Regions from separate parts of the Mus musculus genome. Here regions 2, 3, 4 and 5 are each linked to region 1. The links are chromatin contacts, called in public Hi-C and promoter capture Hi-C maps. All regions are on one chromosome and are shown on one strand. The core of a region is the stretch at or near the end of the contact, and the rest is flanking DNA. Distances in the headings are between cores, read along the strand shown.

Region 1 (5,049 bases), core at 1,529-4,028:
GGCTTTTGCGTTTTCTTTGCTTTTTCCACAGCCAGTGCCCAAATATACCGACTTACACCTCAATTCACAGACAATACTTTCTTGAGAGCTCTTATTTTGAGGCAGATCTGCCAGTTCTTTCAGTGGGACAAAAAACACATCCAGTGTTGCTTTCAGAGCCTCAATAGCCGCGTTCAGCAGCTCTCCGTGATTCACAGTGGGGCTGAAGCCACCAACTGCTACTAACTTCCACGCCACCGTCTTATACAGTCTATTGAAGAAAGGTTGCTTCTGTTTTATGTCTTCATTGGTTAACTTCCGACAAGCAAACTTGACAGAACTCTCACTGGCCTGGGAGGTACTTTTCGAAGGCAACTGTGAAGTGCTACTCTGAGAACCACTCTTGGCAGCTAGCTGAGACACGCTTCCTAAGGAAGCGCCACTTTTGGTCGCTAGCAGTGAAGCAGCTACCTGAGCCGTGCTTTTGGATGTCAGCAGCGATGGATTTGTGGAACTGCTCTGGGGGGTTAGTAAAGAGCTGCCTGACGATGAACTGTTTTTTGAAACTGATGATGAAATGTTTGCCTCTGAACTAGATTTAGATGTTAACCCACTGGAAGCTGTCTCTGAACTAGACTTACAAGACAGTAATGGCAACTCTACTTCTGCACTTCCAGAGGAGCCCAACAAGGGCACCTCAATCTCTGAGCTGCTCTGAGAGGCTGAGCCTGAAGAACCTTCCAGAGCACCCTTTTTAGGTGACCCACTCTGTTGTCTGTTATCAGTGGACTGGGTCATATGACTATTCATACTGGACTTCAACAGGGAAGAAACAAATGACGCTGAACCACGTTTATGTGGAGCTTCTGACTCCAAAGCCTTTCCAGACCCTGCGGTTACCTGAGAGGAATTGCTGCTGCTCTGGCTGCACACAGATCTGTCTCCTTCACTTGTGGCGCTATCCTGATGGGAGCCACTGGAGCTGCTCCGAGCTGAGGTCCCACCACTCTCGGATTTGGTGGACGACCCCCTGGACGGCGAACTGTTTTCTTGCTGAGCTGCTGAACGATCCGTTTTGGCAGATTTTTTCCCATGATCTCGCTCAACTGAAGAATTGTTTTTTCCTTCTACGGCTCGTTTTTTGGATGGCTCCTCTACCCCTTCTAGAAAGAAGAAAAACACAGGTATTTTACTAAGAGTCCTAAAGACATGACAATCAACAAAACATTCATTTAAAAATCACAGAGAGTGGGGTGGCAGCAAAGTGCCTTTCATCCCAGCATTCAGGAAGCAGAGGCAGGCATGACCCCTGAGGTTGAGGTCAGCCTGGTCTATAGAGCAAGTTCCAGGATAGGCTGGGCTACACAGAGAAACCCTATCAAAACAAAACAAAACAAGACAAACAAAAGCACAAAAAAATTCTTTTTTCAGAACCAGTAGTTTCTTTTAAAATATGGAACAACTTCATTAGTATGTTAAAACAGTATCAATTAATATGATTAGTTTTTAATATTAAATTAACAGCATCAGACATTGGACTTGAAAATCTAAAAGTTAATCAAATTCAGCACCAAAACAGACAGACAGACTCAGACAGACACACATACACACACAGTGTAGCTTTAACATTTTAACTAGATTAATACAGCATACACATTCTGGATTGTTAAAAAAAATTAGTAATGACAGCGATTCCTAATTTTATAAAGCATATTTTCTAAACTCCTATGTATGTTCACATCTATGATCTGCTAACCATTGCTACTTGATATCCCTCTTTTCTTCACCTTGGCAACCAGTTCGTCTCGTGTGGTATGGATTGGAGCATCTGTCACTTTGATGCCTTCAGCCATACTAAGAATTTTATCCATAACTTTTTGAGGGTACCTGAAAAAGAAGCAAAAGTCGCTCTCAAGAAGTGGTTTGTTTTTGTTGTTGTTATGCTTTATTTTTTTTTTTCCGAAAGTACTGGCAGCGTGAGGAATGCAGGAGTGCGCAGACTGCATTTCCTGGTCGTGATCAAAGTGTACGAACCGCGCGACAATCGAAGATGGCCCAGACGAATGCCCTAAGGGCTCGGGAGGCGGGTCTGTGCCAGGGAACCTTTAAACTCGGGGTCTCCCGGGCAGATACTGTCAGCTAAGCACCAACAACTCCATCTGCCGGGCGCATACCACCCGGACGCCCGGCAACTGTGAGGTCGGGGACAGCCCCGGACGCCCTTCCTGCTCTCCCTCCGAGGACCCACAGTGTCACACCGATTCCCGCGCTTCCCAAGCGGCCCTCCCCAGCGTCGCCGGTCCCCGCGAAAGCGCTCCCCGGCCAGCGGCAGGGGGCGTGGAGCAAAGCCCGGAAGGCTGGCTGGAGAGCGACGCTCCCTCCACTCACCGGCACCCTAGGAAGACATGGTTCGCCCAGGCCATGGAGAAGGAGACCAGCTGCTGGAGCTGCCGAGTGCGGGCTCCGCTCTCCGCGTCCGCAGTCTCGTCGGTGGCGGGGACCAGGTCCCCGGCATTGCGAAGCAGAAACTCCCGGCGGTGGCGCCAGTGTTTGTCCGTCTCGCCCTCGCAGCGCAGCGTCTCCACCCAGGCGGCTACCCGCGGGTTTTGGCTCAGGTACTCGGACACCTCCTGCGCCATGTTGGGGACCCTGCGGGACGGGGAGAGCGCAAGCGCACGGAGCCCCGGGGGCGAAGCGGCCCTGTGTCAGCGCGGCCTGCACCGGCGGCCCTCCCGAGAACGCCCCTCCAGGAGCCCAAACCCCAAACAACAGAACAAGGCGCCGACGAACCGCCCACTTCCGCCGGCCACCGCCTCGCTCCCTTTTATAACCTCGCCGCCGCCGCTGCCGCCGCGCGCACACGCGACCTTCCGGCGCGAGCGCGTCCTCCCAGGATGCTTTGCAGCGCCCAGTCGCCAGCGACTCGCTCGGCGGTCGCGCCGGCGGAGGCGGGGCCGAGGCGACTTCAGCGGCCAGCGGCCCTCCCCGCCCTCGGCGCCTAGGGGCGGCCGCTGGGGCGTTCCGCCGGCGCTTTGTGACGCCGCGCTCCGGGGGGCCGGGAGAGGGGGGCGGTGGGACAAAGCGGGCGGAGCGCGGAGACCTGGAGGCGTCCGAGTTGCCGCCCCGCCCCTCCTGCGCGTTCCGCCCTCGGACGCTCGCGGTCGCACGCGGCCAAAATAAACAAAAGCTGGCTTCCGCGCCTGCGCCCTGCCGCGAAAGCCGCTGAACCCTTGGGCCCGAGGCTCGGAAGGTCTCCGGGCGTTTGGGGACCTGCGGATGCCTTGTGGGATGGGGACAATAAAAGTACCGAGCACGGTTGTAACTTAACGACGAGCACAAGCGGCTCCTCCAGTTGGATCTAACCGGCTCTTTGAAACCAGGCCTTTGCGCTTGCGCCCCACGATCTGGCTGGGTTTCCGCGGTTTCTTAAGTTCCTGGTTCAACCCGCTTCCTCTCCCTTAACGCTTTTGGTCCCCGAACTATAAATGACCCCGTGCCAACTGGTTTTAACTGTTAATCCCGGTTGGACCAAAATGGAAATGTATCTGCTTATCTCGTCCTGGCCTCAGTCCTCAAGAGCAACTGCTTCTGCATTTGTTTTGTTTTGTTTTATGAGTTCGATTTTTTGCTTGCATGTGTGTCTGTGCTACATGTGTGGGCCTGGTGCCCTTGGAGGCAAGAGAGCAATGGCTCTCCTGGAGTTGAGTTGACCCAGGATTTTGAGCGCCCTGTGGGTGCTGGGAATTGAACCCAGCGCCCTGTGGGTGCTGGAGGTCTTCTCTAAGATCTCGTACTACTGAGCCATCTCTCCAACCCATGGATTTTTTTTTCTGGCGTGTTTATTAACATTTCCAAGTCTAGGTATGTGTCAATAAATCAAAGGATCAATGTAATAATATGAGATAGTGATAAATTATGTAATTGAATTTTCCCTCAATAGATTTTTGCGTTTTGTTGTGAAAATGCTTAAATCAGAATAATCACGCAAAAATTCAGTCATTTGGTTACTAAACTTGATAGCCATGGGCCTGTGCCCCAACACTGTTCAGCTCCAATAAGGCAATTAGAAGGGACACGTTAGTAGTGGAAAGCAGGAAAAGGCTTTCAAAGAGGCCACACTGGCAAGGAGAGACAAAGCACCCCTTTAATTCCAGCACTCTGGAGCAGAGGCAGGGGGATCTCTGTGAGTTGAGGCCAGTCTGGTCTACAGAGCTAGTTTCAGGACTCCACAAAAGAACCCCTTTCTCAACTCTCCCCCTTCTCCTAGCAGAGAGAGAGAGGCAGACAGACAGAGAGACAGAGACACAGAGACTGAGACTCACAGGCATCCATCCCATCTCAAACGAGTCTTTTGGAGCTCTGAAATGAGATTCACGTTTAAATAAAAGGCCAAGGACATGGACATTTAAGATAGGAGCCGTCAAACAGTGGCTTACCCATCAACCAGCTGCTTGCCCACTGGTATCCCGGCCTGAGGCTGCTGGGACAAGGTGGCTTAACAGTGGTTAGAACGTGAAATCTTTCTCAGGAAGACAAAGTCCCCGTTGGCTGGAACCTTTTACTTCTAAGACTTTTGGGGAAATTCTCATTTCTCCGGGGTCCATTGTCTCACTGGTCTACTGAGAGAGTGAGAAGCAAGAGTCTCTTCTAAAATAACCAAGTCAGCCCAGCTTTGTTTGAGGCCAGACTGGGTAACAAAATGAACAAGAACAGCCTGGCTACAGCTAACCTTTCAATGGCAAAGTTTTTTCTCTTTGAAGACATAGTCTTGCTGTCTCTATGATGGCCTGAAACCGGTGGTTCTTCTCAGAGTACAGTTCCGGGCCTCCTCACTTGGATTCACAGTTATATCAAAAGCCAAAAGAGTCTGAAAACAAGTATTTATTTGCAAAAGTTGAGTTCTTGATAGGAAATATATATGTATTTTGGTTTCAGTTTTTTTTTTTAAAGGTTTTTTTGAGAAAGGGTTTCTCTGTGTAGCCCTGGCTGTCCTGGAACTCACTCTGTAGACCAGGCTGGCCTCGAACTCAGAAATCCACCTGCTTCTGCCTCCCAAGTGCTGGGATTAAA
Region 2 (5,049 bases), core at 984-3,483, 1.7 Mb before region 1:
ATGCCTGTCTGGATATTGACATGCTCCTATCTTGATGATAATGGGCCAGTAAGCCAGCCTCAATTAAATGTTGTCCTTATAAAAGTTGCCTTGGTCATGGTGTCTGTTCACAGCAGTAAAACCCTAACTAAGACAATATGTATGTAATCAAAATCTTTGTATTGGAAATATATGCTATTCAAGTATTTTAAAATACCAAAGATACTCACGATTAAATGGTGACACATATTTGTCGCCCACAGTGATGTATTCCATCTCACTGAAGAGGCCAATCCTCTCCATATCTGTTTTCCCACCTTCTATCGGCATGATTGCTCCTTGGGGTGGTAACTTCACAAAGGTTCTTAGATCTTCTTTTGCAGCAAAATCCTACTTTACACTGAAAACTACAGGAAATTAATTTTAAAGAAAAGAATGATTATTAAATATCAAACTATTTATTTGCCATTATTTTAAGTCTCTGGATTGGTTGGTTGGTTGACTTCTTTTACGTACCCGCACAAGCCCCATCAGATAGGCTTGTGCATAGCTTTTGTGAGACCAAACTAGGAACAATATACTTTGCAGGTTAAAGTTTTTGTTTCCAGTTAAGACAGTTAAGACTAAGCTCCTGTTCATCCTGTACAGGCTACGGTTTCTATTTGTAGTTAAAGAATACGTTCCTGTTTGTCCTGCGTTAAGTGCTTCCAAGTTGAGATTTCTCCTTGTAATTAAGGACTGATCCCTGTTTCTTAGATAGGATGTAAACTGCAAAATGTCTTTCAACCAACACTAAACTTGCTACCCGATTCACATGATGTAGGAACATGACCTTGTTCCTTCCCTTTCACATTGTTCTTTGGTTTTGTTTTTACAATGTATAACAGCCAACTCTCTCAGTCCGGTGAACGATCTCTCTCTCTCTCTCTCTCTCTCTCTCTCTCTCTCTCTCTCTCTCTCTCTCTCTCTCTCGTGTAAAAAGGACCTAATGAGGCTGCCGCAAGGGGTGCTCTCAGAGTGAGACAGCCAGCAGGCTAGTACGGGCACACCCCAACACACAGCTTGCTTTAATTGGACAGTCATGGAGTTGGTCTCTTCTCCTGGAGATTCTCCGCTTTAACACCTTCCCAAGCTTCATTAACAGTCATCTTATATCCGTGGTTTGGCACCCTTTATTTTCCCCAGTGAACTGACAGCTAGGAACCATGAACTGAGTTTCAATCTCCTTCACCACATTCTTGAGGCAACGCTGCCCAGACTGGAATGGAACTCCTGGAATCAGGGAACCTCTGCCCTAACCTCCGGAGCGGCTTGAACGACAAAACCCCTTTAGTTTTTTACCATTGTCGCCCCAGCGCTTGCGGCCAATGCCTTCAACTTTGTCCCTACAATAAACTCTTTAAGTAAAACTTACAAAGTATTCATTCACACATTTACGCAATGTTTTTTGCAACCCTCTCCTTCTGGTCAGGTAGAAGTAGGAAAACAGACTTTAAAAGGCATAAATTTTGGTTTATAATCACGTAGACACGAAAATCGTGGGATTCTACCCAAGTAGAATATGGCAAGTTCCCTTCAAAAAGTTTGGCTAAGAAGGTTCCTCTGTTACAGCCCTGTCCACTGCATCCTTGCAATTTACTCAATAAATTCTTTTCTACGCCAGGAAAAAAAAAAAAAAAGTTTGGCTAAAAGGGAGAAACTGCAGAAAATAAATGGACTGATTGTCTAAGTTATTCCCTCTAAGGAAAGGTAGCTTGAAGTAGGCAGGTAGCTAAGGAAAACCCATGTCTGCGAGGCCGAGTCACCTCTCCAAAAGACACCTAATCCCACAACCAGAATCAGATGGACCCTGCTCCGGTCGGGGATCACTCCACAGCAGAGCCCGAAGAGCTCGAGGCCACGCGCTTGGCCGGGGCTCCAGCCTAGAGCGCAGCAGCAGAGGCGCGCGCCGCACAGTTCCGCAAGCTGCCGCTGGCGCATGTTAGGCCGCGTTGCCGTGGGAACGGGAGAACCCTTTCCCAACGTGCTACTGTAGGCCCTCGGAACGTTCGAACCCGCACGGCGCGTCCACGAAAACGGAAGAAAGGCCATAGAATACGTAAGTCTCAGCCAATAAAATCTCTCGAAACTAAGCCTTCTGTTTCCCCGCCATCGGCGAATAGTTTCCCTGTGGTACGCTCCGTGATGGTTGACGCGAAGCATTCTGGGAGTTGTAGTCACCTGTCGGAGCCCCGCAGTCGGCGGGCGTGACGTCACTTCCGGGACGACCCTTGCTTGCACGAAGTAGGTGTTCTTGCCATCGCCAGTGGTGCTTGGTAAGTGATTCTGGTTGTCAGTGACCTCCCCGTATTTACCCCTAGGACTTCGTCAACCGTTAGGAGAATGGCTCCAGGCCCCTAAAAGGAGCTGCTCCTGAGAGGCCAAAAGTCGCGGTACAAACTATCCTCACTTGGATCTCTTGGGTGATCTGGTCACCAGCAGCACCGGGTCATGCGACTCTCCGGGTCAGTCAGTGCATCTTGACAGTAAGGCACTATTTGTCGTATTTAGAAGCTAGCTAAAAGAACTTTTGGTTTTGAAAAGATAGACCTAACTTCCTTAAAATAGTCTTCTCCCTTCGCTTACGTGGCACAGAACTCTCCAGCTTCCCCCTTCTCCTAGCTCAGCTAAGTCCTGCCATCTGTACCGCAGATGATAATCTTCAGCTTACACCCTGAGCTTTCTCTCCGAACCCAATTCATAAGTCTAGTCAACTGCTTCCACTTAAATAAATCATTCAAACTCAGCAGTTACAGAGCCGGCTCATCATTTCCTGTTCTCCCCGCACTCTTCCTTCAGAATTCCCATTCGATAACCCAGCTCACCCCTCCTTGTGCCCACCAAACCCTTGACAAACTTGCCTCATCTCAAGAACAAAGTCAATAATCAAGTCTGGGTTCTACTTCTGGCTGGCTGTATTAAAACCTTCTTTACCGTCCTTGAGCTTTGTCCTTGCTGTCCGTCCATGGGTCATAGTCTAAGTGATCTTTTGCTTTGGTTTTAGGACAGAGCCTCACAAAACCCAGGCTGTCCTTGAACTGGCTACACAGTCAGGAATGACTTTGAAATCCAGACCTTCCTGCCTCTACCTCCCAAGTGTTGGGCTTACAATCGTATACATCAGCCTTCCTACATGTTGTTTCAATTAAGCGAACCTTCACCAATTGGCCACTGTGCTTAGAATGGGCTTACACACATAAGAATACCTCTTTACCTTGGAAAATTTAAGGCTTCTTTTATGGGCTACTTACCTGCCCTTCGAATTTCAGCTTAAATATTACATCTTCATAGAGTATCTTGCTTTAAAAGCCTAAAGAGACCCTGGCGCTTTCACATATGATTGCTTAAAGAATTGTCATAACAACCCTGGTTGAAGTACCATATCTTTTCCCCATTTTTTACAGAAAAGAATAGGCGTGACTGATTATGTTAAGCAGAAATCTTATTGTATAAGTACCCGAGTTAAACCTTACTCTTGCTTGTCTTTTCTTTTTTCTTTCTTTTCTTTCTTTCTTTTTTCTTTTTCTTTCTTTCTTTCTTTCTTTCTTTTTTTTTTTCAAGACAGGGTTTTTTGCTTGTCTTTTCAATCTTCAGTTTATGTAAGTATTTTTCTTACTCAAATGGTAATGTTGTTCTAAATTTATCAAACTTCTCACTGGTAGTTCTCACAGTATTTTCCAGTTTTGAGGGGTTTAGTTTTTTATGATAAACAACAGAATGAATGGACAGCATTATTAAACTTTTTGTTGTTCGCTTAGAATGAAGTTAATGGAGTGAAATTGGGACATGGTGTAGTCTTTGAACAGGTTACATAAAAGCTGTCACTCTTGCAGAGATGTGACAAGAAATTTACAAAATAAAAAACTGCACCGGCACCTACTTCATAATGTTCTGACAATCAAAGGTAATATATGCCCAAGGTTCAGTCATTTGAAGCCTTAGGAGTCAGTTCTAGCTCACTTGTTCCAGAATAGGGTTTGTCTGAGGGATTCATTGCTGTGAACAGGCACCATGACCGAGGCAACTCTTATAAGGACAACATTTCATTGAGGCTGGCTTACAGGTTCAGAGGTTCAGTCCATTATCAAGGCGGAAACATGGCAGCATCCAGACAGGCATGGTGCAGGAGTCGCTGAGAGTTCTACATCCATCTGAAGGCTGCTAGAAGACTGGCTCCCAGGCAGCTAGGACAAGGGTCTTAAAGCCCACACCCACAGTGACACACCTACTCCAGCAGGGCCACACTTTCTAATAGTGCCACTCCCTGGGCTAAGCATATACAAACCGCCACAGGGTTCTTCTGTTAGTGTCTTTTGGGTTGCTGTAATAAGACACCGTGCACATGACCAAGAGTTTAGTTGGCCTTATGGTTCTGGAGTTAGTGCCTATGGTTCTATCATTAGTGCCTATGGTGACGAAGCAAAGCCATGACTTGGTGAAGCCTCTGGAGCAGCATATGAGAGCTCACATCTTGATCTGCAAGCAGGAGGCAGAGAGCATCGTGGGAATGGTGGGAGGCGTCTGAAGCCCGAAGCCAGCCTCTATGGCACACCTCTTATCCTTCCCAAACAGTTCCACCAGCTCAGGACCAAGAATTTCAATATGAGCCTCTGGGGGCCATTCTCAGTCAAAGCACCATGGATTCTTGGGTCATGTAGTCCTTAAGTGTTCAAGTCATAGTTTAAGAACTTGATAAAATCTTTGAAAACTTTCCTCAAGAATCCACCTCCCCCAAACACATACAAACACATTATGAGACAGCTCTTTTGTTATATGTATCATTTGCTACCTGAAACTCAACATGGATCCCAGCTAAGAACTGCTAGTCGCTTCCATTTTGCAGATGCTTTTTATCTCTCTCTGTCAGTGGCGACCATTGTCTAAGCCAAATAAATTCTGTCTCGCACACTCTCTAGCTCTGTGGTGTTCTCACTGCTGCAGTTTGGTTCACATCCCTGTATCTAATCCTGGTGTATTTTCTAAATGTGAAATCACTGTTGAGCCTTGCCAATGATGAGTTCTTCCAGCGTG
Region 3 (5,049 bases), core at 844-3,343, 1.7 Mb before region 1:
ACATTCTGGAAAGCCATATGACCAAGCAAGATCTTCAGCTGTCTGCCCATTCTTATTGCATACGCTGAAATTAGACAAAAATTGAGTTAAGTGAAAATTATTGTTTATTATTTTTCTAGTAGAGGAAATTGGAATACATATCAACACAGGGAACAGGATAAAAGAGGTCTCACACTCTCGAGAACATACATACACATCACACCGGAATTGGGCCAAAGAAAGATCAAGGAAATTAAATTCTGTTCACTGTATGCTCAGTGACTAGCACACCGCATATCATGGACAGTCTATCGTATTTTTATTCCATTATCATATTTCACTATTGAAAGAATCTAACTACAAGAATATTTGGTGTTCAAATTCACTGTATTTAACTATATGGTTCAGTAGATAGCCAGTGAGAACTTCTATAGGAAAAGTCTTCCTGAGCCAAAACTGTAGTAGAATGCCATGAAGACTTGCACCTCTGGATGCCGAACATCTGTTTCCACTTACTCTATTTGATAATATTCAATTCCTGGAAGGATAACATTATATTACCAGTTAGGCGAGTATTATTTTTAAGATCATATATAATTAGGAGTATGGTTAATTTAATCCAAGAAACCACAAAGCCTCAGACCACTGATTTCAGACTCACCCAATCTGGACATCACTGGCCACAAGGAGGCTCAGGCAGTCCAGGCTTCCAACCTTTGCTGCCTTGTGGAGTGGAGTTTCTCCCAAGACATCCTGTAAGACAAGACTGCACATTAGGGTCTCCCTAACATTCTGTAGAAGCCAGTGGGCAAAGTAATACCAGCTATTTGAGGGAGCCAGTGAAAACTACCTTGTAACAACTGGATTATTCCACTAATTGTATTTTTCATGAAGTTCTCTTGCTGTGCTAATACAAAGTTTCCATTAATAAAAACATGCCATCATATTTGCACACATTAAAAAATTAAGGGAATGCCAGCACACTATAGAGTTCTATAGAAGCCAAAGGTTTACAATTAAAAACTTCGTCACACTCTAATGAAGATGAAGACTACTGGAAGAATTGATGGTGGGCATGTTTCCCACATACTATTTCCTGGTTGACTGGAACTTGGACAATAGCAAGTACTTTTAAAAGTACAGTAAATACATGCTATATATATATATTTGAAATGTGGTTCGACTTCACTGAGCTATGCCATAAAAGTAAAATACACACTGAATTGGGAACCGTGGTACAAGAGCAAAATAAAATACACATAAATCATTGCTGATATAATTACATACTGAAAGAGTATTTGGGATTAGATTATTAAAAGAAATCCCATGGCTTGTTTTTGTTTTATTAATGTGGATACTAAAAAGTTCCAAGTTACCATCTTGCAGTATGTATTTTTCTCCTGGAAATTCCTATATGCCTGTTTATACCAACTGAAACGGACATCTAGGAAATGTCCGTGCAGACACTGGGTGGAGGAGAGGGTTGTACATAGCAACAATCGGTTACCTAGTTACCTGTTGGTTGAGGTCAGCACCTGTTTGCAGCTGCCAGAGAAGAAAGCACGCAAGGCCGCCACCTGCAGCTAGGTGAGCAGGCGACTGCTCCTGGGGATCCGGAGGTGCGTTCACTGATGCTCCTGTCTCCAGCAAACTCTTAAGGTCATCCTCCTGCAGGAAAAGAACAGCTTGTCACTGTCCTGTCCCGCTCGAGCCCTCTGAGCTGAAAATCCACCCCTCCACGGAAAAAAAAAGAAAACAAGATCTGACAAGGTTTGACTTGGTAACCCAGCAGTTTGTCACTGTCACGTTTGTTAGAGCTCCTAAGACACACAGACCTCTGGGAGATCTAGCCTGCAGGACTTAAAGGGGCGAGAGTCTCACCTCCAAGTTGCAACTAAGCAACAGCATCGCCCACCTAAAGCAGATGACAAGTGTCCCCGGGAGTTCAGAGAGGCAACACTGGCCGGTAAGAATGCAAGGGACTGCCCCAGTTCGGGAGAATTTAAAGCTCTCGGGAACCTGCAGGGCCGCGGCTCCTCCCCGCCGCTCCCCAGCCTGGGAGCGTTCCCACGGCCTGGTTCTGCCCAGCGCGATGTCCCCAGCCCCGCTGCGGCCTCACGTACCCAAACACTGACATGTGCAGCCTGGAACCCCAAGCAAAAGAGGAGGGGGCGGAGCCTGCTGCGCGGCCTGCCAGCTGATTGGCCAGGCCGACCTCCCCCTGGGTCCGCCCTGTTGGGAGCGAAGCCCAGGCGGCCGCAGCACGCGTGCGCAGTGAAGGTGGTGGGCGAAGAGGGTGGAAGGCCTGGCCTTTGCGCTTTGGCGGCGGCCATGATGCGAGCCGAGCTAGGCACGTACTGCTGGGTGGAGTCAAGCCCTTTTAGCCCTCTGGAGAAGCCGCAATCGCCGGTGCATGGCTTTGTGACTGAGAGCACGCACGTAGCCCGGAAAAGAGGGAAGCAGAAGTAGCCCACACCCATCCACCCCCGCAGGCCCCGCGTCCTCCACCTCCAGCTTGGTCCGAAGGTGCTTCCTCCTGCCCCACGTCCTCCGCCGCCGCGCGCGCCGCAGGATGCTTTGGAAGGGGATGCAGCGGTGGGGCGTTAGAGGGCATGTCGATGAGACTGTGACGGAGGGTTTACCATAGGAGATGCTCTCCCAAACCCAGTGAATTACCTATCAGTCAGTGTTGCCTTTGTGAGCAAGGTGGCAATTCCTGTGAAATAAGCCACCCATTGTCACACGTCCCCTGAGGGTCCGAAACCCGTCCTGGTTCCGGCAATAGCTAGTAAATACAAGGAGTTTGCCAAGGGGATGGCCCTCACTCCGGTTATTAGGAATAATAAGAATACGGAAAGGAAAGAACAAAAGATTACCGTGAAGAAAGCAGCCAAGTGATTTAATGTTAGTGATGTGATCTGCTGACAGCATGAACCCCTGCGCTAGGACATGAGAAGGGCTTCATCAAAACCCAGAACCCAAATTAGAGCATCAGATAAGCCTGAGGAACAAAAGGACTCTTCCCAGGATACTACTACTCAAAGCCTTGAAGTCAGTAAAGTCTGAGAAGCAGACCAAAAGAAACAATAATTTAGGGTGAGATTTTAAAACAAACATGGCATTACTGGTAAAATTCATGACAATGTAATAACTGCAAAGTTTGAATTCCTTTTCATGAACCCTGTTGACTTCTGACTGTAGTTAAAGTTAATGGTAGCAGGTGAAACATAGAGGTAAGAAACTATTAACAGCTGGTTAGACATCAAATAACATGTAGAGTTTACTTGACACAGAAGACCGTGTCGCTTAAAATAGTCTATGTTGTGCTTCTTCCTGTAAATCTTAGCTCCTAAGGAAGTTTTATTTAAATATTTGGCTTCCCGTTTTAATGAGGATTCTTTTTCAATAGTTGTAACAGAAGATATCTGAACCAGTATGGTTTTAAAGAACAGCAAGTTTATCATAGTCACAGTTTTCCCAACAAGTCACAAAATTCTCACCCATTAATTTTCACTAACCAATATAATTCTTTAATAAGGCACACTGCTCATTGTGGTGGTCCACAATCTTAGGCTGTTCCCTAGAACAGGGCTTCTTAAAACTTTTTTCACTCATGGCTCCTCAGTGCCTGAAAAAAAAAAAATTGTATTTAACTCTAGTTATATAGGTGTGTACAACAGGTGCAAATCAAACCTGATAATCTGATTTTAATACAGTTCTCTCAGATGTGTATAATTTGACCATTTCTAAGATTGTAATGTAATTTGCATACTAACCTGAGTTCAGTCTTCAGCTCCCACATGAATAACAAAACAAGGACAGCTACCTGCACCTGTCATTCCAAAGCTGGAGGGGGTGAACATAGGAGAATCCCCGAGACTTGCAGTCTGATCCTGACACACACACACACACACACACACACACACACACACACACACACAGCTATTTGAAAACCTAGCCATCTAGAAAAATAACAATGGTGACTTCTACCTTAAGACCTATCTATGACTTCCCCATCCATGGGCTCTCGACCAGGATTACAGTACCAAATATGATATTCTCTCCTGAGGAGCCAGCTTAAAGTCCAATCAGAAAGCAGTTACCCCATGACAGTTGTGCCCCTGTTGCAGTAGTGGGCACTTGTTGCTTGGCCAGGTTTGTATTGTCATATGTGGAGTCCAGCACTAGGTAAAAGCTCTCATGTCTTTCCCCACTCAACAGACTGCACTGCACCTTCTGGCTCTGTGAAAACTAGATAGCAGGAGGCAATTTCCCAGTCGCTTTGAGATTGGTGTCTCTCTGCCCTAAAGCCATGGGGTATGGTGTCTTCAGCAAGAGGGTTTTACCATGTACTTTGGCAATGGCAATAGCTTACGTTGTTTCGGAGACTTCTTTAATTGCGGTTTTCCTGTAATAACCCAAGTCGTCTTGGAGTTTACAGAGTGCTCACTCACCCATAACAAGACTTCTTCATCTACTCCTTACCACCACCTCCGCTGAGGCTCTGGGGATGGTGGCAAAGAAGTGTTAGAAAATAGGATCAGCAGGAGGATGGCAAGGAGTTCTGTGCGATGCTGACTTCTGAGCAGAGTCTGGGTATCACCGCATGGGCTCACATCTGCTGGACTTAGCTGCACTAGATCAAACCAAGCAATATTCCAATATAAACTTGGGGAGGGGGAGTTCTCTTCAGGCCCCACCCCTTGTTGACAAGCTATTAGCAGTTTATAAATACCGAAGAGGGAATCTTTTTTTTTTTTTTTAATTTTGATGGTATGGCCCCTAATTAAGTTTCCTGTGATTCAGCAGATGGATCCACGCCCACGCATACATAGATAACACTGATCGGATTTAGTATATTATTTAGAAGAAGACAATGACATGATGTTGGGAGGGGACATGTGAGGGAGGTTAGGGAGAAGTTGAATATGATCACTTCCGTTGAATGCATGGATGAAATTCTCAAGAATAAAGAAAAAATAAGACAGAATTGAAGAAGACACCCAAAGCTGACCTCTGTCTTTCATATACACACTGTCCTACTTTTCTATTGCTGTGAAGCAACAACAT
Region 4 (5,049 bases), core at 1,853-4,352, 1.6 Mb before region 1:
AAGGATTTTTATCCAGCCCGTATGTAAAGCCTTGGAAGGGCACTAGAGAAGTACAGAGCATTTTTAAATTCTGAATCTGAATTTCTGTAGTATTCACTGCTCGGCTGTCTCCATTTGGCTGACTGCTAGCCAGCCTCCTGTTCCACATATGGTGGATGACCTGTGTGGTCCAGTTTCTAGTCTACTCCCACGGAACTCCCAGATATCTTACACTACACCACATGTCTCTGCCTCCCAGCCTTCCATTCATAAAGATAACACTCACTTAAAAACCTGAGTTAATGCAAATAACAGCAAACGGTGGGGCTGGAGTAAGCATCGCCTGTAAGAAAACCTGAATATTCTGCGACTAACATGTCCTTCAATTTTTTTTAAAAGATTTATCTATTTATTTTATGTATGTGAGCACACTGTAGCTGTACAGATGGTTGTGAGCCTTCATGTGGTTGTTGGGGGTTGCATTTAGGATTTCTGCTCCCTCCAGACAGCCCCGCTTGCTCAGTCCCTGCTCACTCTGGCCCAAAGATTTATTTATTTACTATTATATGTAAGTACACTGTCGCTATCTTCAGACGCACCAGAAGAGGGCGTCCGATCTCATTACGGGTGGTTGTGAGCCACCATGTGGTTGTGAGATTTGAACTCACGACCTTTGGAAGAGCAGTCAGTGCTCTTACCCGCTGAGCCATCTTGCCAGCCCGACCTTCAATTTTTGATCTGCAACTTAGAAAGTAGCTTCCTGATGATCTTAGGTAAAGCTGTCACCAGGATTTGAGTTGAAATGGGATAGCCAGTAATACCTTTCCCCAGGTTAAAATGTACCCCTTCTATAACCTGAAATCAGGTTTACACTTGCTGGACTTTTTTTCCCCTAAATCATTTGCAAAATCATTTTCCTGGATGACAATTTAAATTTCCCCTTACTCAGAAACAAACCAGGTGTGATGGTGTACGCCCTGAAGGAAACCAAGAGGCAATCCCTGCAGTGAGGTGGTTGGGGACCTGACAGGTAAATGATAATATCACAACTGTGAACCTGGCCCACCATTTGCACTCCTTTCCTTCACCTACATTCATGCACAACTACTCAGCTCTTAGTTTCATTTTTGTTTTATAAACTCCATCCAAAATTATCTTATTTCTTGTCTGGCTCCTCACAGGAATATAATCTGCATTGACTAGGACTTTTACGTGGCTTGCTAATTCAACCCAAACTTCAAAAACATGTAAGAGTTAGTTTATAAAAGATGCTCAATAAATTTATACTGAACTTAGTATATGTTTGTATGTATAATATTTAAACTGTGGTGTGCCTTATATAGGTCTAAAACCTAACTGGTAAACTTTTAGGACCCTTACTTATTAGAACTGAGAAAAGAATAGAAGGAAGAACACATCTACCCACCAACTCTAAAATGCAAACGATAGTCACAAATGTTTAGCCAAATCAAAGTTTCTAAGCGGAACAGGCATTGCTATTCTTTTGAGACTGCCGCTGTGTTTCCTGAGTCTAATGAGTGAGGATGCCATTCTGAAGTGACAGGCTCTGGAAAGTCATTTTGAAAAGTAGGAAGCTCTTCCAGAAAGTAATAAACGGTTCATGCCATAAGCAAATAGAAACTCTGGGGACAGCAGTCACTCTAACAAACGTTTTTATGAAGTTGAGCCACTGCCATTGCTCTGGCTCCCAAGATCTCGGGCAATTTTAGTTTTATGAAGATATCAATCAGCCAAGTCCGGTAAAATGAAGGTCCTTTTAAAGGGTTATTATAAACAGACTGGAGGTAAAGTTTGATTTAAGGCAAACAGGGTTGGTAGGAAGGAGGGCAAAGCACGTTGAAAATCCAGTTCTTTCCTACGTTCCGCAACATAACCACAACCCTGATGTCCTACACCTGCCTGAGGACAGCTTTTCCTCTTAACAAACGACAGTGGTTCCTGGTGAGCATGCCACCCCCTCAACCCCCTCAAATAGACATCCACCTGAGCTGCATGACAACTTAACCAACATGGTGGAAGACAGGACCTTACAGGTATGAAGTACACGGGGCCCATTGAGTGAGCTCCCTCGGACTGGGTGACCTAACCAAGTTTTCTCTTCTGTAAGCCGTCATAAAGTTATCTCCCAACCACTACAGATCGAAGAACCAAACAGGAGCATCAGTGATGAATGCGAAGCCTGCCTCCCGTGGGTGCTGTAAGCGGATTTTTCTCGGCACTCACCAACTGCACTTCAACATCGGAGACCCGCCTGGATGGATCTCTCTGTGCAGAGGATGGTGGATGAGTTAACTACAGCGCCTAAAACGGCGCGCGTGACCAAGCCCGCGCAGCCCAGTCTTCCGCGGGCTTCGGCTGCCGGAGGGCCACCCGGCCGGAGCCCCCCGGGGTCTGCGCGCGCACGAGGCCGCGGGCACGCGAGGCAGTCGAGACCGGTACTCACCCGCAGCGGACAGCGGACGGTCGCCGCCAGCCGGCTCCAGGAAGAGACGAAGTCCGGCGGCTGGGCGCGCGGGCTCCAGCAGACGAGCGAGACCAGTGTCCCCAGCAGCAAGGCGGCCGCGGCGCAGCTCAGGTACAGGCTGAGGCGCAGCAGCACGGCGCCCGGCCCCGTGCCCGCCGCCGGTCCCCAGCCTGGGACCAGGCAGCACAGCGCCAGCACTGCCAGGGCGGCCACGGCCGCGGGCCCCCGCCAGCCCCAGCCCGGGCCGTCCGCCGTCCGCGGCCGGTCCGCGGAGCCCCGGGCAGCGCGGCAGGCGTCTGCGGCGGACGTGGGGCCGCGGCGGGCGCCGCTGCTGTCGGTGGCATCGCGGTGCATGCTGCTTCCTGGGCCGCTGGCGACAGGCTCATCTCCCGGCCCGCAGCCCCCCGGCGCCGCCCCGGGCCGTGGCCTGTGCGCGGCGCCCCGCCGCCTCGCCGCTCCCGCCGCCGCTCGCGAGGCAAGGGCAGCCCGCGCTCATGCCCTCGCCGGCGGCCCTGAGCGGGAACCGCTCCAACAGACACCGCCGCGCCCCCCCTCCCGCCTCGGTGCCGCCGCCCCGCGCCGGGCCCGCAGCTGCCCGCCGACCGGGCGCGCCCAGGTAGCGGGACCGCGAGGGGGACTGAAACCCCAAGGGCTCGAGACGCGCGGGGGCGGGGGCGGGACCTGCGGCTGAGTGACAGTGGGGCGGGGTCGCCCCGCCCACCCGGGGCGGGGGCGGCCGGAAAGGGGCGCGACCAATCGCAGTGGACCCCGCTACTTCCCGAGCCCCGCCCCCGCCCCCCGGGGACCGCGTCTGTTCGTGGAAAATTTTGCTGCAGGTGTCAGAAGCCTGCGTTGAGCTCCGCTCAGGTACCCCCTTATTTTCGTCTCTCCGCTCCTCGCCTTGCCTACAGCCCCATACCAGACGCCAGCCTTGTTCTCTAGCTCTCTGATTAACCTCGTACTGTCCCTGATCCTCTCTTTTACTACTTTCTTCCAACGGACCCCACTCCACTGCCCAAGGGTAGGGGACTAAGACAAACCTGGAGGAGTCAAGCGAAGCCTGTGGTTCCCACTTACTTATGGAAAGACTCCCCAGTGCCAGAGAGTGTACATAGCTGCCACAATCGATTTGGCTCCGATTTTGTGTTTTTGTTGCCAACAACTACTCGGTACAAAAGCTGTTACCCACGCAAAAGAAACTGGTTCAAAGAATTTTGAGAGAACATATTTTCCTTTCCTCTCTTGACTGCAGCCGGTAGTCTACAGACGATGTTTGCTGAGATGAAAGATGTCCAAATGCTGCTCAATACTGTAACAGAGCTGCCAAAGCCCATAAAGGGTGTTGACTGTCTTAGAGGGATGATGGAAATGAAGGATTTCTGAAGACACTGGGAGAGGAGATAGAGTAGAGAAGACAAAAAAAAAAAAAAAAATGAAATAAGAAAATAAGAGAAGCTTGACAGATAAGGAGCTAGCACCCCCATGACACTGAGATGAAGAAGTCCAGGTTCTTTAACTTGTACTATTTTGTTTTGTGACAGGGTCTCTCTGTGTAAACCTGGCTATCCTGAAACTCACTATGTGGACCAGGCTAGTCTGGACCCCCCCAGAGATCTACTTGCCTCTGCTTTCAGAGTGCTGGAATCAAAGGTGTGCAGCCTAGGTTTGCAGTGTTCGCTAATATGGTGATGGGTAGTGCCCTCCGAGTAGCAGACAAGTAACATAGGTGTTACAATGCAGTGTTATATATTGTGGCTACACTGGGTTTTTGGTTTTGTTTTGTTTTTTTCTGTAAAGGGGTTGTTCCATCTGTAATAAGTATTGTGCCATTTCATCAAAAAAAAGGAAAAAAGTCACAATACTCATGAATAAAGTGCTTGCTTACTTGCTTGCTTAAAACAAAGTATTACACAAAAAAGTTATTATTCAAGAAAAGGTACAGGTATACATTAACAATCCACCCATGTATTCATTCCAGGTCTTCATAATAAATTTCCCCAATGGCATATGGATTTCAAGTGGGAGACGAAGTCATAGATTTAAAAAGCATACCTAAAATTTAATTCTAATAGAATGTAGTATTTAAGTGAATTATTTTTATAACTATTTAAAGACAAGTATGTTTCTCATGTTTCTAAAAGGATTTCTAAAAAGATTTTTAAATTTTATTTTATGCGAGCGCTTTGCTTGCCTGTGTTTGTTTGTGTGCCGTGTGCATGTGGTGCTCTCAGCAAGAAACGAACATGGGGTCCCCAGAACTGTAGGTAGGAACAGCTATGCGTGACCATGTGGATGCTGGGAACTGAACCTGACTCCGCTGTAAGACCACTGAGTGCTCTTCACCACGGAGCTATCTCTCCCACCCCAAGCTTGTCGCTTTTTAATATTAGTTGGTGTTCACAGAACATCACATTCTTTTATATGGGCTAAGAAAACGTAGGAAGATAATGAGTTTCTCATACCAAATGTGATTACAGAGAAAAGCTCTAGACATTTCATCTCCACCCCAACAGATACTGTCGAGCCTGATGACAGATGGAGAAATAGAGGCACTAGAGGAACTTGACTCAATCGCAAAGCTAGTA
Region 5 (5,049 bases), core at 1,429-3,928, 1.1 Mb before region 1:
ACGTGCACTTTTGTGCATGAGTGTGCATGTGGGCCAAAAAAATGGTGGGTATCTTCCTCAATCCCTCTGTTTTTGTTTGTTGTTGTTGTTGTTTGTTTGAGACAGGGTTTCTCTGTGTAGCCCTGGCTGTCCTGGAACTCACTCTGTAGACCAGGCTGGCCTCGAATTCAGAAATCTGCCTGCCTCTGCCTCCCGAGTGCTGGGACTAAAGCCATGTGTCACCACACCCGGCTCCACCTTATTTCTTAACACGGGATCTTTCACTAACCCTGGAGCTCATCCATCGGGCTAGGCCAGCTGCCAGCAAGCTCCAGGGATCCCATGGTCTCTACCTTCCCATAACACCAGGTGTTTTACATGGGTGCTGGGGATGCAAGCTCAGGTTTTCATGGTTATCCAGACAGTACTTTACCAACTGAGCCATCTCCCAAGCTCTTAATATTATTATTATTATATTATCCCAACATCTTCTTAATATGCTATCATTTATGAACGCTTGTTATACTTTATTTATCTGCGTGTATTTGTGTAAATGTGGATTGTGTTCTTGAAAGTCAGAAGAGGGTGCTGGGTCCTCTAGAGCTAGAGTTACAAGTGGCATGAGCCACCTGAGTTGGAAGAGCAAGAGCTCTTTCTTAACTACCCAACCAATCCTTCACCACCTTTTAAATGCACTCTATAATCCCTCTATACAATATCTACGACTTAAGTATTCATCTTTAAGTAGTCATCTTAAAGTACGCTATTAAGGTTTACTTACAAACATATTACTATATAAGCTTACTTTCTAGAATGTGTAACAACTTAAGAAATTAAATATAAAAGACTGAATTTCTTCTGTCCCACTTATTTACTGCCTAGAATCAGAAGGTGTATTTTTTTTTAAGATTTATTTATTTATTTTATGTATGCAAGCATACTGTCCCTCTCTTCAGAGACACCAGAAGAGGACACTGGGTCCCTTTACAGATGGTTGTGAGCCACCATGTGGTTGCTGGGAATTGAACTCAGGACCTCTGGAAGAACAGTCAGTGTTCTTAACTGCTGAGCCATCTCTCCAGCCCCAGAAGTCATTTTTTAAATATCCCTAAAACTAGTAGGAGGGATAAGAAACCCTATAACAGTATACTGTTTCAGGTGTTGGTTCTTTTCCTCCTCCCTGGTCTCCCACCCCAAAGAGCAAAACTCTACCAGATAAATGACCTTCACACCATTTTTACAAATGATTAACTTATCATGTAATTGCTATAGTAATTTAGCTTATGAAGGCTAAGTCTTCTTGCAGATGTAGGCCCTAAAACGTTTACCTATTATACTTCTAGTTCAGTTTTCTCGCCAAATGGAAGAGAGTGACCACGCCCCGCTTTTAGATCACTTCAGAAAGCCATCTTACTCCAGCTCCTGGAAAGCAGTCACATTGCTTTTCATGAATTCTTTCTCTCTTGAGGCCCAGAACGGCTTCAGGTCCCTCTGGGTCCCCATTTACAGGGCGGCTTCAGGTCCCTCTGAGTCCCCACAGTGAGGAGAAATTACAGGGCTTAGATGAAAACTATCACCTCCAGATGTTTTGCTCTAACGAACTTCTCTAGATGAAGTCAACATTAACGGCAGGAAACTGCTGAGGATACCTTATCTAAGGTATCACTTTGTTAAGAACGTTTAGCACAGGGAGGGGTCCGGGCACAAGGGGTTTCTCAATTAGACCCTTCCTTGTGAACTACAGCCTCCACGATGCACTGCGAGGGTTGAATGCATCCTACTGCTAAAGTCCAACAGAAAATGGCTGATTCTAACTTACTTTGGGAGGGATAATGATAGATCAATTTGTTTCTGGAATCTACATTTAACCACTATGGCTCTTCATGAGAGCAAACCACTTATCTTTTTCTTTCTTTTTTTTTCCCCCCCAAGACAGGGTTTCTCTGTGTAGCCCTGGCTGTCCTGGAACTCACTCTGTAGACCAGGCTGGCCTCGAACTCAGAAATCTACCTGCCTCTGCCTCCCAAGTGCTGGGATTAAAGGCGTGCACCACCACTGCCCGTCCACTTATCCTTTTAAAGCCTTTGATGGAACTGGAAAAAATAAAAAATGTATTATGGAAATGCAAGAGCTTGAATTCCACACGCAACGAACGGTAGACATCTGTGTGGCTACGTGTACGTCAGTCCCTTACATCCAACGAAGCAAAGGCGGTGAAGGCAAGAGGCTGCTCTCTGGAGTACATTTGTCCTTAAGAATATTCTGGGCCCCTGAAATTCGATGCTGATCGCTGTGCTCGTGTTTTCGTATATTATGCAAAAACAAAACAAAACAAAACCCACTTCCCAGAGTCAGAGTCTGAATGAAATAGGACGTAAACCAGTCAGAGATTTCAGTAAGGTAGTCAGGACCTCTCACTGAGGGAGCAAGAGGTGGACGGAAGTGAAGAAAGGCCTCGGTGCAATTGAGAGGAAGTAGAATTACCGAGTGCGGGGCACAGCTCTATTTTCTCCTGCCAGAGTTCTGACTGGCAGAGGCGCCTCCCTAGACGCCCATCTTGGCGCCCCCGGAATCAGGCGTGGCCGAAAGACCTCTCTAAAATTTACCTCAAGTGGCGCAAGTCGGCCGGAGGCGGCAGCTGGCGGAGCCAGAGATGGCGGGAACCAGAGCTTGAAACCCGCGCGAGGGGGCGGAGCCGGAGGGGGCGGGGCCCTAGGCTTGCCCTGGGTGGGCGGGGCCTGCGCTACGAGACGGGGCTCAGTCGGGGCTGAAACCACCAATCGCGACTGGCGTGTGCGAGATGAGGTGTTGGGGGGTGTGTGAGGGGGGATGGGGCGGGGAGGTAGAGAAGGGGCGTGGCGTGGGGCGTGACCGGCGGTAGTCTGCTGTTGCTGCTGCTGCTGCTGCAGTTGCAGTGTTGGTGCTGGTGGGATCAAAGCGCAGTGTCCTGCGGCGGGGAGCTTGGAACGGTACGGTGAGTGTCTGCTGCTCTCGCGCCTTCGAAGGCCTGTGTTGTCCCCCGGAGCTGGCGCTCTTTTGGCGGGTCTGCAGCTCCTTGGAGGAGGCGGGGGAAACGGGCAATCTGGGCGGAGGATCCTTTGTGTTGCCTCCAGGCTTGCTCAGGCAAACACTGAAGGCAGAGAAGCTGGAAACAGCGCCGGGAGCGCGATCCCGAGCTGAGAACCCAGACCCGGGAGGCCAAACCGGTGTCCCTAAACCTGGGTGAGCCGGTGCGGTGTCCCTAAACCTGGGTGAGCCGGAGCGGGTTCAGACCCCTCGAGCATGGCACACGGGCCGCGCTGAGGCTTAAAGGCGGAGTCAGGGGGGTATCTGGAGATCGCCCGGGGTACAGAGCTTCAGGGGCGGGAGGGGGTGAGGCCATAGTGTGGGGGTGAACCTGGAAGCCGAGTGGCGGGAGGTGGCGGGATCCTGGATCTGCAGGCCGAGGTGTGGACTCGGTAGCAGAGGATGGATAGGGGAAGTTCTGCCCTGGGGCCTGGAAGCTAGGCTGATGCTGACCTTGTGGCGGCTCTAAGTGACCCAGCCTCCCTCTGTTACAAGAGCATTTGATCTCCACCTTTAGTTTTCTCCAGTGCACTGTGATTTTTGGTTCTTGCGGAGAGCTGATTTTAAGCATTACTCCTTGAATACTCCAGCTCATTCCTTTGTTGGTCAAAGTCACTGTAGGAGCTTGCATTGACATCTCTTGAGCCATGCTCGGTTACTGTCCCTTCTTCGCGCTTATTAATTAGTCTGTGAAGTTCGACTTGAACAGCAGGGTCTTTACCTCATTCTCCGTTGAGTCACCCAGGAAACGTCCTTCTCAGGCACCTCTTGTGGACCCAACTTCTTCCGCCGTTAGTCCCCGAGCCTTGTAGACCTACGAGTCTGACAGATTTGTACCTGGCCCCTCTTCGGAGTCTTGTGGACTTTCTACGTGTCTGCCAGACTTGTGCCCACCTCAGGGAACTGAAGCAGCCTCCTTGCAGGTCTCTGTCTCCCGCCCAAGACCCCTCTCCAGTGCTCTCTTTAAGACACGAACAAAAACAGTTTTCTAGATGTTCATGTTTACCCTGAAGGCTTAAGTGTAAAACCGTATCCTCTAAACCGGGTTAGCGAAGCCAAACCCTGGGTCTTGGCTGTCTCCCCCCGCCCCCCCCCCTTTTTAGCAGAATGAAGAAGCTCTCCAGGCAATATTGGATACTGTGTCCTTTTCGGGTTTTCTTTCCAGCCCTCTGAGTCCACTGGCTCACCTTTTCTCCCCCTGAGACATTAGCTTATGAACAGGAGCTGCTACGGAGGTTTCCCTTAGTTAGCAATTCCTAGCTGAATCTTCCCATTCCTCCCTTTGCGGCAGGCATTTCCTGAAAGCAGCCGTGTCATATCCTCTACTTTTGCTTGTTTATTGTTTGCCTACCGAACTGTGAGCAAACAACAGTAGGCTCGAACTTTAGCTTGGCTCCCTTCCTTACTGGCTTTTTTTTTTCCACAAGTGACTACTCAACCCATTGGGGTGGGTGGGAAATGTGGGGCCATCGTTACAGTAAGAGTATACACAATAGCAGAGGAGATGCTAAGCTGGGGGTTTGGCCAGCCTTTGGGAAGTTACTTTGGATATGTTAATGGTGGCCACAGGCAGGAGCCCTAAGTATGGAGTGTAGAACCCTGTGACAACCTGGTGTTGAAGCTTTAAAGAATGGCTTTGTTTTGCTGTCCAGTAGACTAAGGCTTTTGGAAAGTGAGAAGGTGTTTTTTTAGTGAGTGGAAGTTTATTGAAATGTAGCCATCGAACTGCTACAAAGTAACAAGTGAAATCCTGCACCTAATTAAATCAGGTTGCTTTTGTGGTCCTGCAGAAAGGTTCTGCCTCCTGCTGTTTTAAGTAGGAATTCTGTATCTTTATCTGATAGAAGCGGGTCCAGGGCCACTCTATGGTTTCAAACCTAGCAACACATTCACTTCATGCGCTTTCTAAAGTTACAACACAGTCTTTTCTTCAAACACATTGCATTAGTTCTGATCTTCGTGTTAGATAATATTAAAGTTCTACCCCAGTGATAGAGGTAGAAT

What was found. A called contact is a pair of places that touch in the nucleus more often than the background predicts. Capture Hi-C pulls out chosen DNA fragments and counts their contacts.
Region 2: a contact with region 1 is called in a promoter capture Hi-C map of liver, with 6 times the contacts expected there. The contact joins the promoter of Ufsp2 here to the promoter of Cdkn2aip in region 1. A contact is called at or near these places in 2 of 484 Hi-C or Micro-C datasets (B cells and CD4 T cells), 1 of 115 datasets of contacts at active chromatin or transcription factors (astrocytes) and 2 of 9 other capture datasets (adipose tissue and liver).
Region 3: a promoter capture Hi-C map of adipose tissue shows a contact between it and region 1. The contact joins the promoter of Ankrd37 here to the promoter of Cdkn2aip in region 1. A contact is called at or near these places in 1 of 39 promoter capture datasets (neural stem cells), 2 of 484 Hi-C or Micro-C datasets (B cells and CD4 T cells), 2 of 115 datasets of contacts at active chromatin or transcription factors (astrocytes and large pre-B cells) and 2 of 9 other capture datasets (adipose tissue and liver).
Region 4: a contact with region 1 is called in a Hi-C map of CD4 T cells, with 5 times the contacts expected there. The contact joins the promoter of Snx25 here to the promoter of Cdkn2aip in region 1. A contact is called at or near these places in 1 of 39 promoter capture datasets (erythroid cells), 2 of 484 Hi-C or Micro-C datasets (CD4 T cells and regulatory T cells), 3 of 115 datasets of contacts at active chromatin or transcription factors (astrocytes, double positive thymocytes and extraembryonic endoderm stem cells) and 1 of 9 other capture datasets (liver).
Region 5: a Hi-C map of B cells shows a contact between it and region 1, with 7 read pairs. The contact joins the promoter of Primpol here to the promoter of Cdkn2aip in region 1. A contact is called at or near these places in 1 of 39 promoter capture datasets (embryonic stem cells), 2 of 484 Hi-C or Micro-C datasets (B cells and CD4 T cells) and 4 of 115 datasets of contacts at active chromatin or transcription factors (the SCID.adh cell line, astrocytes, cardiomyocytes and 1 more).

What each region holds. Positions count from the first base shown.
Region 1 is chr8:47,711,153-47,716,201 of GRCm38.p6, forward strand. Cdkn2aip (CDKN2A interacting protein) reads right to left here and starts at 2,779. Exons shown (of 3, transcript NM_172407.3): 1 at 2,368-2,779; 2 at 1,736-1,866; 3 at 1-1,142. The coding sequence starts at 2,618.
Region 2 is chr8:45,973,295-45,978,343 of GRCm38.p6, forward strand. It overlaps Ufsp2 (UFM1-specific peptidase 2), which reads left to right and starts at 2,234. Exons shown (of 12, transcript NM_138668.2): 1 at 2,234-2,294. 1700029J07Rik (RIKEN cDNA 1700029J07 gene) reads right to left here and starts at 1,958. Exons shown (of 7, transcript NM_001033148.3): 1 at 210-1,958. The coding sequence starts at 309.
Region 3 is chr8:45,997,757-46,002,805 of GRCm38.p6, forward strand. Ankrd37 (ankyrin repeat domain 37) reads right to left here and starts at 2,094. Exons shown (of 5, transcript NM_001039562.1): 1 at 1,861-2,094; 2 at 1,495-1,647; 3 at 641-732; 4 at 1-64. The coding sequence starts at 1,887.
Region 4 is chr8:46,149,339-46,154,387 of GRCm38.p6, forward strand. It overlaps Snx25 (sorting nexin 25), which reads right to left and starts at 3,103. Exons shown (of 19, transcript NM_001372342.1): 1 at 2,444-3,103. The coding sequence starts at 2,818.
Region 5 is chr8:46,614,549-46,619,597 of GRCm38.p6, forward strand. It overlaps Primpol (primase and polymerase (DNA-directed)), which reads right to left and starts at 2,679. Exons shown (of 15, transcript NM_001001184.2): 1 at 2,586-2,679. Casp3 (caspase 3) reads left to right here and starts at 2,743. Exons shown (of 7, transcript NM_001284409.1): 1 at 2,743-2,953.